4 separate regions of the Gossypium hirsutum genome follow, and regions 1, 3 and 4 are each linked to region 2. A link is a contact called in public Hi-C data. All regions are on one chromosome and are shown on one strand. The core of a region is the stretch at or near the end of the contact, and the rest is flanking DNA. Distances in the headings are between cores, read along the strand shown. Region 1 overlaps LOC107942331 (zinc finger protein SHOOT GRAVITROPISM 5). Region 2 has its middle 16 kb from the start of LOC107937488. Region 3 has its middle 23 kb from the start of LOC107942331. Region 4 holds the start of LOC107937130 (non-specific lipid-transfer protein 4).

The links. A called contact is a pair of places that touch in the nucleus more often than the background predicts.
Region 1: a contact with region 2 is called in a Hi-C map of leaf, with 5 times the contacts expected there. The contact joins two enhancer-like sites. A contact is called at or near these places in 5 of 34 Hi-C or Micro-C datasets (callus, hypocotyl and leaf).
Region 3: a Hi-C map of leaf shows a contact between it and region 2, with 4 times the contacts expected there. The contact joins two enhancer-like sites. A contact is called at or near these places in 4 of 34 Hi-C or Micro-C datasets (callus, hypocotyl and leaf).
Region 4: a Hi-C map of leaf shows a contact between it and region 2, with 2.6 times the contacts expected there. The contact joins the promoter of LOC107937130 here to the enhancer-like site in region 2. A contact is called at or near these places in 5 of 34 Hi-C or Micro-C datasets (callus and leaf).

Annotation. Positions count from the first base shown.
Region 1 is chrA01:74,218,331-74,221,575 of Gossypium_hirsutum_v2.1, reverse strand. LOC107942331 (zinc finger protein SHOOT GRAVITROPISM 5) reads right to left here. Exons shown (of 3, transcript XM_016875988.2): 3 at 2,906-3,245. The coding sequence ends at 3,084. Among protein-coding and RNA genes, the nearest start is that of LOC107942331, 3.6 kb to the right of the region's middle. Within about 2 kb of position 1,290, at least 3 of the 9 cell types and tissues checked have an H3K27ac peak or open chromatin away from gene starts, as enhancers often do. A contact at or near this core is called in leaf, where this site is marked.
Region 2 is chrA01:74,548,033-74,551,153 of Gossypium_hirsutum_v2.1, reverse strand. No RefSeq gene overlaps it. Among protein-coding and RNA genes, the nearest start is that of LOC107937488, 16 kb to the right of the region's middle. Within about 2 kb of position 1,468, at least 6 of the 9 cell types and tissues checked have an H3K27ac peak or open chromatin away from gene starts, as enhancers often do. A contact at or near this core is called in leaf, where this site is marked.
Region 3 is chrA01:74,237,844-74,240,862 of Gossypium_hirsutum_v2.1, reverse strand. It overlaps the pseudogene LOC107942332. Among protein-coding and RNA genes, the nearest start is that of LOC107942331, 23 kb to the right of the region's middle. Within about 2 kb of position 1,527, at least 9 of the 9 cell types and tissues checked have an H3K27ac peak or open chromatin away from gene starts, as enhancers often do. A contact at or near this core is called in leaf, where this site is marked.
Region 4 is chrA01:74,908,045-74,911,448 of Gossypium_hirsutum_v2.1, reverse strand. LOC107937130 (non-specific lipid-transfer protein 4) reads left to right here and starts at 1,515. Exons shown (of 2, transcript XM_016869954.2): 1 at 1,515-2,268. The coding sequence starts at 1,920.

The sequences.
Region 1 (3,245 bases), core at 41-2,540, 330 kb after region 2:
TGATATTTTAAGTACCAAATTGAGATAAAAAATTTTAAATACCAAAATGAGAAAATAAATATATTTTTAAAGTTAAACCGTGAATTGGGTTTTTTTTATATTCCTAATAAAAAATCAAAGAAGGATAAAGGGAAAAGTAAGTGATACATTTTTTTTATATATATTTCATTAAAAAAACAGATATTATTATGTATTTCTCTTTTTTTTAAAAAAAATTGATATGAAGATTATGAAATATATTTTTTTCTTTTATTGATAATGTGTTAGATTTATTTTATTTCTATAATTAGTCCTTAAATTTGTGAAGTTTTGTTGTGGTTACTGGCTCACAATCACTTCTTAAATTAGTATCCTAACAAAAATGTATTAGTTCCTTCTCCCATTTCACTCATTGATTTTCTTTTTCTTTTTTTTTTATATTCATTTAGATCATAATCCATTTATGTTTCCATTCCCAACAAAATTTGCATTAAAGGAAACTGCAGTATAGAGGAAATCGAAAAGCTGCAAACATTTTGAGATGGTTCTCTCTCAAATTTGTTTGTTGTAAAGGGTTGAAATAGTTAAAAGATCACTGCGCATTTCTAAAGTTATTTGATGTTTTAATTAGATTCAATAAATCAAATTAATTTAATTCATTAAGTAGTCAGATAATTTTTACCGTAAGCATTAAAATTAAATAAAATAATTATGCCATTTTCATTTAAATCAAACCAAATAAAAATTAGATGATATAATTTTTCGCATTCAAATTTAAATTAAAATATTGAATCAAAGTAAAAGCTATGAAATATAAGTTATTCTAAAAGTAGACCTTTTTCCTCACATTCCCATGTGGGAGAGATTTTAGTTGCTATCAAATAAGATTAAGACAAGGAGGAGACAAACCAACTTTTCTCAACAATACAAGTATATTTATATTTATATAAAATAATAATTAAAAGTATTTGTTTTATTTTATTTAAGTTTTGACCTTGTCTTTTGGCTGGCGAAGGGCACTGCTTTTTTACCTCCCTAGTTTACTTTCTTTCCAATTTGTTGAACTAAATGTGCGACTCCACCTGATCTTTCTTAATGTTTAACCTCCCTTTCTCTCAATTTCAATTTCATCCCTCTTTTAACTGCCATAGAGTTAAAAGTTACTTTTTTAATTCCTTTCCATATATATATTTTTTAAAAAATTTATTTTGGGTACATTAGTAAGTGCATGAGCTATTTGTTTAAAATCATCCCCCAAAGCAAGTGAAAATAACGTAACTGCCATTCATTTCTATCCGATGAACAAAAAAGGAAAAGGAAACTGCATTAAAAGGTGGGGAAAGAGCTGCCCGTGGTCCCAAACCCAAGATCTAAGCCTTAACCCCTTCATTTATAAATAAATAATAAATAAAGAACCCAGAAAACATAAAATAAAAATAAATAATGGAAACCCTTCTGGGCTGCTTCACCTTTGCCTTTGGCTGAACTAAAATACCCTACACAGGCACAGCTAGTGCTACATATATATACGGGGTTGAAGGATTGAAGGGCGCAAATATGGTGGTCGAGGAAAGTGTTTCTTTTGCTACAACTGCTATTCATTTAATTTTTGGCTCAAATGAAAAACAAAATTTAATGGGAAAGGGCAGTGTGTCCCTCTGCTCTGCCATAGCTGCTGCTGAATCTGATAAAGTGTGAGAGAGAGTGTGTTTTTTAAGTGAATTGGATGTGTTGTTTATGTTTGAGAAGGACCATTGCCTGTCTATAACCATTTCAACTGTGGCACTGAAAAACATGGTGTTTTTATAAGCATTTAAAAGGACACAAATGCAATGAAAATGACATTCCTTTCCCACCCTTCCTCCTCTCTCTTCCTTTCTTTTCTTTTACAACATTCAATTTGGGGTTGAATCTATGGGTCACCATCTTTGAATGGTTCCTTCCTATTTTCTAGCTAAAATGGTCCCCAATATGTGTAAAAACTCCAATACCCCAAAGAGAGGATTTTCATATTCCATGTGTCGTTCATTCATTTATATTTTCATTAAGAAGACAAAAAATAAACATAAGCTTGGCTTAAATTTACATGCAGACCCTTTGAAATTTAAATTTGCCTAAAATCTAACAAGCAATCCAAGCATTATGTTTTGAACTCTTCTTCTTTTTCTTCCCATTATTTTAATGCTTCCGACAAAAACAAAAAGAAAAATTTATAAAGGGAAAAGCCGCATCAACCGGCTATAGTATTAGGGGAAAGATAAATCCAACACCCTTTGTTTTGTTGTTATCCTTAAATTTTTTTTCAATGTTTTGTTTTTATTATAAACTTTACACATTTTGGTCCAAGTATAACGAAAACCCATCGTGAGTTGCTGAGCTAAAATACAACTTACAAATTTTGTGAGCCTCAGCATGTTTTTCTTTTTCCTTTTTATCTTACTTTAGTAGGAAAACCCATCATAGAGAGTTCTATTCTCAATTTATGGTCTAATCCGGTTCAACTTTAAATATAGTCACAACTTGTATATCTCGAAATATATTGCAACAAAACATATATGTCAGTGCCTAATCTAGGATTATTCAATAAGTTTCACACACACACACTCGTATATATAAGACTTGGGCTAGTGGCTAGAAGAATAATCTGAAATGATAGGTTTCTCTCCAAGCTTTATGATGGGATTCAGCATATTTGAAGTCAAGCGGACGATAAAATGTGCCCTGATGTTTAAAACATTCACATGGCATACCTGCAGGTGTAGCAGTGCAATAAGAGGTTGAGAAAATCTCAAGGCATGACCATTTGTTCATATATCTCATATAGATACTGTACTTCACACTGCATTTAATTAAATTGCAATGTCTACCCCCGCCCCCCCCTTTTTTCTATTAAACAAATGAAGATATAGTAAATCAATTCAAGAACTGCTTAAAACGACCATTTTCTTCTTCTTTTTCTTATATCAAATCCACGATAGTGGTTAGAATAAGTGAAGAAAAACTAGTTGACAAAGCAAAGAAAAACTCAACGTGCAGATCAAAGAACAAAGAGATTTAAGGGCTAATGGGGGTTGATCATTCATCATTGCATGATCAACTTGCCGTCACTCTCCTTCCCCTTCTGTTGTGGCTGAAGACATGTAACTCATAGCAAGTGAGGTCTCATCATCTGGACCAGCAGCTGTTGATGTTTGGAACTGATGCTTGCAAGTTTGACAAGTGATCTGCATGATTGTAGCACTTATCTTCTTTGTGGCTTGATCTTT
Region 2 (3,121 bases), core at 219-2,718:
TGGGCAGTTAGGGCATGGAGAAAGTTTCTGTCCACTACGTATTTTGTTGAGATCGCAAGAAGTCGAATTTGGTTGGGGTATCTCATTACTTACGGCACCAAAAAGGGATGCATTAAATATAAGCAAATTGCATCGAGAAGAACAAAAAGAGGTGATCAATAGTGAATTTGACCACGACGAAATTAGAAGAAGAAGCTTGGTGGGATATCAAAGAGGGGAGGAAAGTAATATCGTGAGAGGTAAAGGCAAAGAAGGGGATCTAAATAGGAGATATCATAGAATTAACAGAACCGAAGAAGTGCATAACATGATAATTGAAGATAACGAATTTACCGAGGATACACCAATCAAACTAATTGATGGGAAGAAAAGGCAAAGGGTCCAACAGATAGAAGAAATTCATCAAATTACCAACTCAAGTCTCTCATCCAATATTGATATATCGGCGGCCGCTAATAAGCAGGCCGACCGGTCACAATGAAAATCTTAAGTTGGAATGTTCGTGGCATGGGGTAGCCACGAACAATAAAACATCTCAAAAATAACTTGAGACGGCTTCAGCCTCAACTTTTGTTTTTAATAAAGACAAAAGTCAATGCAATAAGGATGGAAGCAATAAGGAAGTTCTGTGGATACACAAACGGGATTGATGTGTACGCTGAAGGATCAAAAGGGGGACTTTCTCTTAGTTGGAAGGAAGAAGTCGATGTTAGGTTAAGAAGCTATTCTAAATTTCATATTGATATAGAAGTTATGGAGAATAATGAAGAAGAGTGCTGGCGTTTTACAAGTTTTTATGGCTCACCAGTTGAACAGAAATGGAAAGAATCATGGAATCTTCTCAGACAGTTAAAAGGAAACAACCAATTGCCATGGCTTGTTATGGGGGATTTTAATGAAATTCTATTCTCTTTCAAATAAAGAGGGGGCAGATTAAGGGAGGAAATAAAAATGGTGGCATTTAAAGAAGCCTTGGAAGACTGTGAACTGAATGATTTAGGATTCTCAGGACAATGGTATACATGGGAACGAGGGAGACTTCCAAGCAACAATATTCGTGAGAGATTGGATAGGGGGTTAGCCAATCCATTATGATGGGAAAGGTTTCCGAATTTCTCAGCTTAACGTAAGTGCCATAGTATTTCGGATCATTGTCTTGTAATTTTAATGACGCATGAAAAAGGGAGATTTGAGAATAGTAAACATTTGTTTAAATTCAATGCCAACTAGGTGCTGGAAAACAATTTTGGAAAGGTGATTAAGCAAGGGTGGGATTTAGATGATAAGAGTCTGCCGAAAAAATTAGAAGATCTAAAGTTGAAGTTGAAAATTTGGGAAAAATCAAATAGCAGATCCAGATGGAAGATAAGGGAGAATTTAAAATCACGTCTTAATCATCTAAATAGAGAAGACCTAGATAGCGATATTTTGGCAGAATTAACAGAAGTTAAGCTAGCACTCAACATGGAAGCCGACAAGAAAGAATTGTACTGGGAACAACGGGCAAGAGCTAATTGGTTACGAATAGGGGATCGAAATACTGCTTTTTTCCATAATTTTGCATCCCAGCGTAAAAAGAAAAAATTTAATAAAAAAACTGGAAGATAGAAGGGGTGGATTGGTAGAGGGGGACAATGCCATTAACAAACTAGCAGCCAATTTTTTTCCAAGATCTTTTTTCTTCAAAACCACTACAAAGTTGTGAAAGGCTTAGAAGTGAAATTCAACCATGCATTACAGATTCTCCTAATGAAGAACTTATTAGAGAGTTTAAGGAAGAAGAGGTAGTGGAAGCATTAAAGAGTATAGCCCCCCTCAAGGCATCAAGTAAAGATGGTTTTCTAGCATTTTTCTACCAAAAATTCTGGCATATTATAGGAAAAGACGCTGTTAATTATTGCCTTCAAGTATTGAATAATGGGAAGGATTTTGCGGAAATTAATATAACCAATATTGTGCTTATCCAAAAGATACAAACCCCTATGAACTTGGGACAATTTAGGCCCATAAGTCTTTGTAATGTCATTTACAAATTGATATAAAAATGATGGTTAATAGATTTCGAAGGGTGTTAAAGGTGCTTTTGTCCTAGGAAGATAAATAACTAACAACATATTGATAGCATATGATAGCATATGAATTACTTTACTCTTTAAAAAAAAAAGGGGGAGGCACGGGGTATTTTGCTTTAAAGCTAGATATGAGTAAAGCCTATGATAGAGTGAAATGGGATTTCATTGAAAGCATGATGAAAATGCTAGGCTTTTGCAAAAGTGGATTGAGATTGTAATGAAATGCGTACGAACAGTGTCATACTCGGTTGCAATTAATGGGATCCAATAGTCAGAATTTACACCAAAAAGAGGAATCAGGCAAGGAGACCCACTAAGCCCATATCTATTTATCATATGTGCAGAAGGTTTCTCTAAACTTCTGAACAAGGCTAAAAGGGAAGGACAAGTTGAAAAGGCTAAAGTGGGAAGAGGGGAGCTCGCTATCACTCATCTTTTCTTCGCTGATGACAGCATCTTATTTGGGAAAGCAACAATGGATGGAGCAATGGCAATTAAGGCAGTAATTAATGAATATGAAAATCTCTCTGGTCAGCTAGTGAATTTCGAGAAGTCGTTAATCTATTTCAGCAAAAACGTACAAGACGATATACAAGGGCAGATAGGGGGAGTTTTGGGGGTACGGATTTCAAATAATCCAAAAAAGTATCTAAGCTTACCTACAATGATTAGAAGAAAAAAGAGGTGTTTTCTTGAATTAAAAGAGAGATTCATCCAAAAGACAAAGAATTGGAGTATTCGTAATTTGTCCATTGGGGGAAAAGAAATTTTCATCAAATCAATTTTACAGGCCCTTCCGATTTATGCCATGCAGTGTTTTAAATTACCAGTCTAGGAAGCATTACAACGCGTCAAGTGTCTATCCTTACCACTCGATGTTGAACTCAGATTAGGAGAAATTTGGTAACAAGTGCTTCTAAATGAAATTTTTTTACAGAAAAAGGATAGTTTAAACCAGTTTATCCACTATAAGGACAGAATGCAAAGGAGATGAAAGGTGTTAACGACAGGTTTTTTCTTTCAGTTTTTGTTTTTTATTTTGCTTTAGG
Region 3 (3,019 bases), core at 278-2,777, 310 kb after region 2:
CAATTATTTTATAAAATTATACAATTATAAAGGTGTTTTTATCTTTTTATAAATTAATAAAAATTCATCCACAAATGAAATTTAAATTTATAATTAAATAAATATTAAACCTTTAATTTTACCATTTTAATCAAGCTTTATTTGTTTTCTACATCACCATTAAATAAATATATTTATTAGATTTTTTTTTTCACTCACATAGTTAATGTGTCATAATCTAGTTTATATAATTTGATTAGATTTGACATCACAAGTCAAAGATAACAACCTAATTATGTAGATTATAGAAAAACCCAAATCAAAATTACCGTAGCAAATGATGATTAGGGGCATTTATGACTTTTAAGTTTTAATAAAAAGTAAGGCTAAAAATAATCACCACTTAAAAAACCACTTTAATTTTTCACAAAATATAATTATTATTTTAAAAAAAACTAACTTTTTTTAATTTATTTTTCTTTTAAAAATTATTAATTTTTCACTCACATAAAATATTACTAGATTTCGAGACAGACGTGGAAAGAACAGTTTAATATTAAAAATATATTTATCAAAAATTATTTAATAATTTAAATCATAAATGAAGTGGTAAAGTATTACGAATAAACTTCCATTAGTCTTAAGTTCAGGCAGTAAACATTTAATTTTAGTTGTTTTTCCTAAATATTTTATATAAAAATAATAAGAGATAAAAACTATTATATTAATATTTATTACTTTATTTAAAAATATTTATAAGTAATTTTATTTACCGAATTTGTGTTGAGTATCAACCTCTAAATAAATGTGATATATGAAAAAGAAATACGAAATAAAGCTTGTTCTACTACAATAAAATTATATACAAGTTGTGGTGTTGTAAAAAATATATTAACATATTATTATCATTGCAAATTATACTGCAAAACAAATACATTGTGTTTGTTTCACAAATTGAATCAACTAACTCAGTAAAATTATAAAAACGAATAAATATAATTAAAATATAAAATTAAAAATAAACAATCCACATTTATTAAAAACAAAAAAAACTGCACACTTCTATAATAACTACAAACTAATTTACATATCTATTTTTACAATTTTCTTCAAAATAATTATTTTTCACTTGAGTGAGTCAAATTTTAGTCTACACAAATACCTCAAATTTTTATTTCCAGAAATTCTTTTGCTCGATAAATTATATTTTTTTATTATTAATTTCTGACACCATCTTTTAAAGGGTTAAATAAAACTTTTTCTTTTATGAGAGAAAAAGTAAAATTTTATCACATATTAACTTATAATTTTATTATTTATGAGATTATTAAGGGTGAGTTTGAAAAACTTTTGAAAATATCCATTTCATTGAAAATTTGTAATATTTAATTTTTATGTGTTTGATTATCGTATTAAATTTCGAGTTAATTCAAAATTTTTAATAAAATAAATAGATAGATAACTACTTATCACTTGCAGTGTGTTTAGTTGGCTATAATGCTAAACCATTACAGGTGAATTCAGTGGCCCATCCTTATTCCATTGTTTGGTTGGTTGTAATAGGCTATTACAGCCATATTCTATACAGCCTTATTCAAGGCAAAACTGTCGTTTACCATTCGGCACTCTATCCACGGAATACCCATTCAGCGTGTGTGAGTTTCAACTTTACCCTTCTCTCTCTTTTTCGTTCTCACGTCTGAAGCAACTTCTTTTTTTCATTCTTCCCATTTCCTTCCAACCTTCTCCTCTTTTTCATTGTCACGTCTGAATCATCTTCTTTTTTTCATTCTTCTTCCCATTTCCTTCCAACCATCTCTCTCTTTTTCATGCTTCTATCCTGACCAACCCTTTGACAAACCCTATTGTTTAGTTTTATTTTTCCCTTTGCTCTCGTCTAGCTTCCTGTGAAGGCTAAAGCGGCTCCTTTCTTTCAGCTACCCACGCTTTCAAGCTTCCAACTTTCCCAGAAGCCCCAAGGCTGAAACCGAGAAGAAGACGCTACAAATACTAATTTGGGGTTCCATCGTCAGTTTTGGCTAATACCCTTTCCAAGGTATAAAGCTCTCTTTATTAATTTCATCATTTTATTTCAAGCTTTATGTCCTTAGTTCTGATATGGGTTACTTTTATTCGACTCGTTCATGCTCAAAATTTGGTCCTTTTTGAGTAAATTAGTCGATGCTTTTGATTAGTTTGATAGTGGGTACCATATCATATGTTTCTTTTATGTGAAAACACTGCTTTGCTCCTTTGAATTTGGAACTGGTAGACTGTTGTTTGCCTTTAGTCTGCTATATATATATATATATATATGCTGTGGAAAAGTTATTGGCATTTGTGCTATTTTTTATCCTATCCTTTTATTATTTTCAGGCTTTTCTTCTTTTCTTTTTTCTATTGGTTTTCAACCAGAACATATACTTGTTTTCTTTAGAGTGTTGAAGAAAAGATTGCTCAGCATGAAAAAGATGGGATAGTAGTAACAAGGTGCGCTTTCTAGGCTTTGGATGTAAGAGCTTATCTTCATCTATATTTTTCATGATTATTATCATAATGTCCTTTCTGTTAATTTTATTGTGATTCTATTTCAATGCTTAGTTTTTGTACTGTTTTATATGTTAAACCTGGTTCTGTGGTTTGCTTCTGCTTGTAACATTCTCAGTTCTACTTTTTGACATTTTCTGCTTAGATATGTATATGTTTATTTGGTTAGTTGTAATCATGATTATTTATTATTATTGTTATTGTTTTTAAAGTGTTTTAGAGCATGAAGTTATTCCCCCAATGAGAAACCGGTTACCATTCTTCTTATTAGAAAAATGATGGGAAAACGTTGAAACTTGTTTGTTACAAGAAACATTTGAGTATGATGGGAAAACAACTTAAACCAATAATGGTCTTAGTATGTTATTTCTGAAACAAATCAAGAAGGGAATGGGATGTTTTATGAGGTAAAACCATAAAAGGTGTCATAAGACAGATTGCAGGGTATCACTCCCTTCCGATTATACTCTTTATTTATATATAGATGCGACTT
Region 4 (3,404 bases), core at 266-2,765, 360 kb before region 2:
TTGATCCATGGTCGATGTGCTTAAATCAGTGGTGAAATGACTCTGTTTACAATTAGATCTTGCGTAATTGAGTGGAGTTGTTACATGCAATCCTAGAAATAGGACGACATGAATCGACCAGATTAGAGTCAAATCTAATAAGAGAATCGATAACACAAGTTAATGTGATAATAGGGGTTTTAATTAGAAAGGTTTCAATTAATCAACCTAGAGTTAGTTGCTCTTATGCTCGAAAGAGATATTAGCATAATTTAGTGATTTCTACAAGTCAATGTGTTAAGTGAAGAAATTGTGTAACTTTGATTGCTGGTGGAAGATTAAATCTAAACGGATTCTTTCCTCGGCATTGTTTCGTTTCTTGTTTGTTACTCGATTATTTTCGCGTTTTGTTCTTTGTCGTGTTCGTTAGTTAATTAAATTAGCTAATTTTAGTTTTAATAGATCATTCGAATTATTCAGTTAAATAATAAAAAGACAATAATTACAAGTACTTGTAGTTACAATTGATAGGTGCACTTGTCTTAGTTAAAATTTAAGTTAACCTCGTGACCATCAGTTACTTCCGTTAACCAATTTACCAAAAAACCTAATTTCACTTCTTTCACAAACTAGCAAATTTAAATAAATAAATAAACACAATACAAAAAAGCTACTAAAAAATCTCCTTAGCTAAAGAGAACAATTAGTGAAAAGAAAATATTGAAGTGCACTCAACAATTAGTAAAATCAAAACTCTGACATTAAAATTTAAACAGTTGTTGGACCTTTCATTATAATATTTTTGTCAAAAAATTAATATCAATCTCAAGACTAGAAATTTGTGGTAATAGTGAATAACATATATTCTCTTAATAATTTATAAAATAAATATTTTATTTTTAATAGTAAAAAAGTATATTAAATTTAGAAAAAGGTATAAAATGAAACAAATAGTAATTATGTAATAAGATGTAGAGAAATGATTGTATGAAACTGTAATTTCATGTTATCTTTATCCCTTTCTAATGTGAAAATGACAAATCAGATTTTTCCTCTTGATTTTTAACTTTTTTCTCTTGAAAAATTTCATATCCAACTAAAAATGCAGAAAATCAAGAGGAAAAATCTGATTTGTTATTCTTCCGTTAGAAAGAGACAAGAATAATATAGAATCACAGTTTCATATAATCATTTTCCATAAGATGTGTTCTTTTAGCTGGAGTGTGTTTTAGGATAATAATGACTAATAATTAGGTTGTAATCCAATTTGCTTGACTCTTAGATTTAATTTCAGATTTTTGGTTGAAATCACTAAATATATGTTGTTTTAATTATTTTCTACTTTGATTTTCATTGATCATGCATGGCGTTGTTATGTAAGAAACAATATAGGTTATATGAAAGCATACAGGAGAGCACATACATCATGTATATGCTTTTCTTATTGAGATAAGGTCATATCCAGCAGTAGGTTAATAAGTTTAAGCCACGTATAGTCTATTATATTTCAATATATCATAGTGGAGCAAATTATTGAAAGTCTCCAAGCATGCCAAAAAGATAACGGAAACCCTTCGATGCATATGTTCACACTGCCAACTACCCTAAGGCAACCTGAAGAAGAGAACATGCCAGAAAATTTAAACAAAAAAGCCAAGGAAATAGCATTTATGAACCAAAATCTACCAAAGTAACAAGCGATGGATCTTTTCAGTGGGAACATTCAACTAATCATTACATCTTGAATAATCTAAGGGAAGAAGAAAACACAAAATGCTTCCACGTAAGTCTCCCACAACCACCGCACTAAACCCAAATTTCACCACCCCTAAGGCCAAACCCACCCCCCCCTTTTTTTTAAATGTGTGTATAAATATGCATTGGTGGAGGTCAGCAAAATCAGTGTGGGAAAAGAGTGAGTTTCGCAGAGTGTAACAGAGATGGCTTTGAGCTTGAAACCTTATTGTCTGGTTGTTTTATTTTTGTTTTGGATAAGTTTGAATGCATTGGTCAGTGATGTAGGTGCAGCAGGAGGGTGTGGGAGGACCCCAATCAGGTCGGCTGCAGCAAGCTTAAGCCCATGCCTGGGAGCGGCTCGGAATGCAAGGGCTAAAGTTCCTCCAGCTTGCTGCGCCAAGGTGGGTGCCTTACTCAGGACTTCTCCAAGGTGCCTTTGTGCTATTTTGTTATCACCATTGGCAAAGCAAGCCGGGATCATGCCTGGGATTGCTATTGCCATTCCCAAAAAATGCAATATTAGGAACAGGCAAGCTGGCAAAAAATGTGGAAGTAAGTACACTACCCCATTCTGTTTACTTTTTACCCTCCTTTTTTCCGATTTTAAATTCCATATATACCAATACTATAACAAAAAACGCCGTAATACAGTAGTTACTGCTTTGCTCTTTATCTTTTGAAAGTGCTGTTTAAATTTATCCAACTTTTACATAAACTAATGCCACGTTTTGGGCTCAAGACTGGCAAATGGTAGGTTATTTGCATATTTCCTTTTGGGGCTTTTGAAAATTAATAGGATAAGCCTCAAGTGATGAGTGGTCCAAGACACCCTCATTCTTTTCAATGGGCTTTTACCTTTTTTTCCCATTTACTTTAACAATGAGTCTTTTAGGAATATAATAAAATCCATATTGTAATATAATTTAAGATTAATGACAAATTTGGTTATTAATGTTTATATTTTTTATCAAAATGGTCCTAACTGTAATTTTGAGTATTTTTTGGTCATCAATCTTTGTTTTTTCTTTAAACTATTTTTTCTAACAGATTTGATGAAAGTACCATTAAAAAAATTAATGTAGATGATATGAAATATTTTTAATGAAATGTAATTTATTACTTAAGTAACACAATAAGATAATTACATGTAAAAAATAATAAAATAAATAAATCACACATGAAATTAAAAAAATAACTCTTAATTTAAAGAAAATAAATGTAATTATCTAAAAAGGATTTCAAAATGAATGCATACAGAGAGGTTTCAAAAAGATAATTAATAAATCAAACTGAAAATACTAAATGTGTGTATTCATTTTGAAACTTTCTTTAGATAATTACGTTTATTTTCTTTTAATTAAGAGTTATTTTTTTAACTTCATGATTTATTTATTTATTTTATTATTTTCCACATGTAATTATTTTATTAGGTTACCTAAGTAATAAATTACATCTCATTAAAAATATTCCACGTATAAAATTTCACATCGTCTTGTTATTTGACAAAATATGTAAACGTTAGTGGCTAAATTTGTTATTAAGCCTATAATTTAATAATATCTTTTTTTATGTCTAGAAACACTAATTAACCCTAAACTCTAAAGAAATCCCACTATTTTCACTTTTTTACTTGATTGGTTGTCAAGAAAAGAAGTGAAGCAAAAAGTAAAATCCTAAATTTAAAGTGC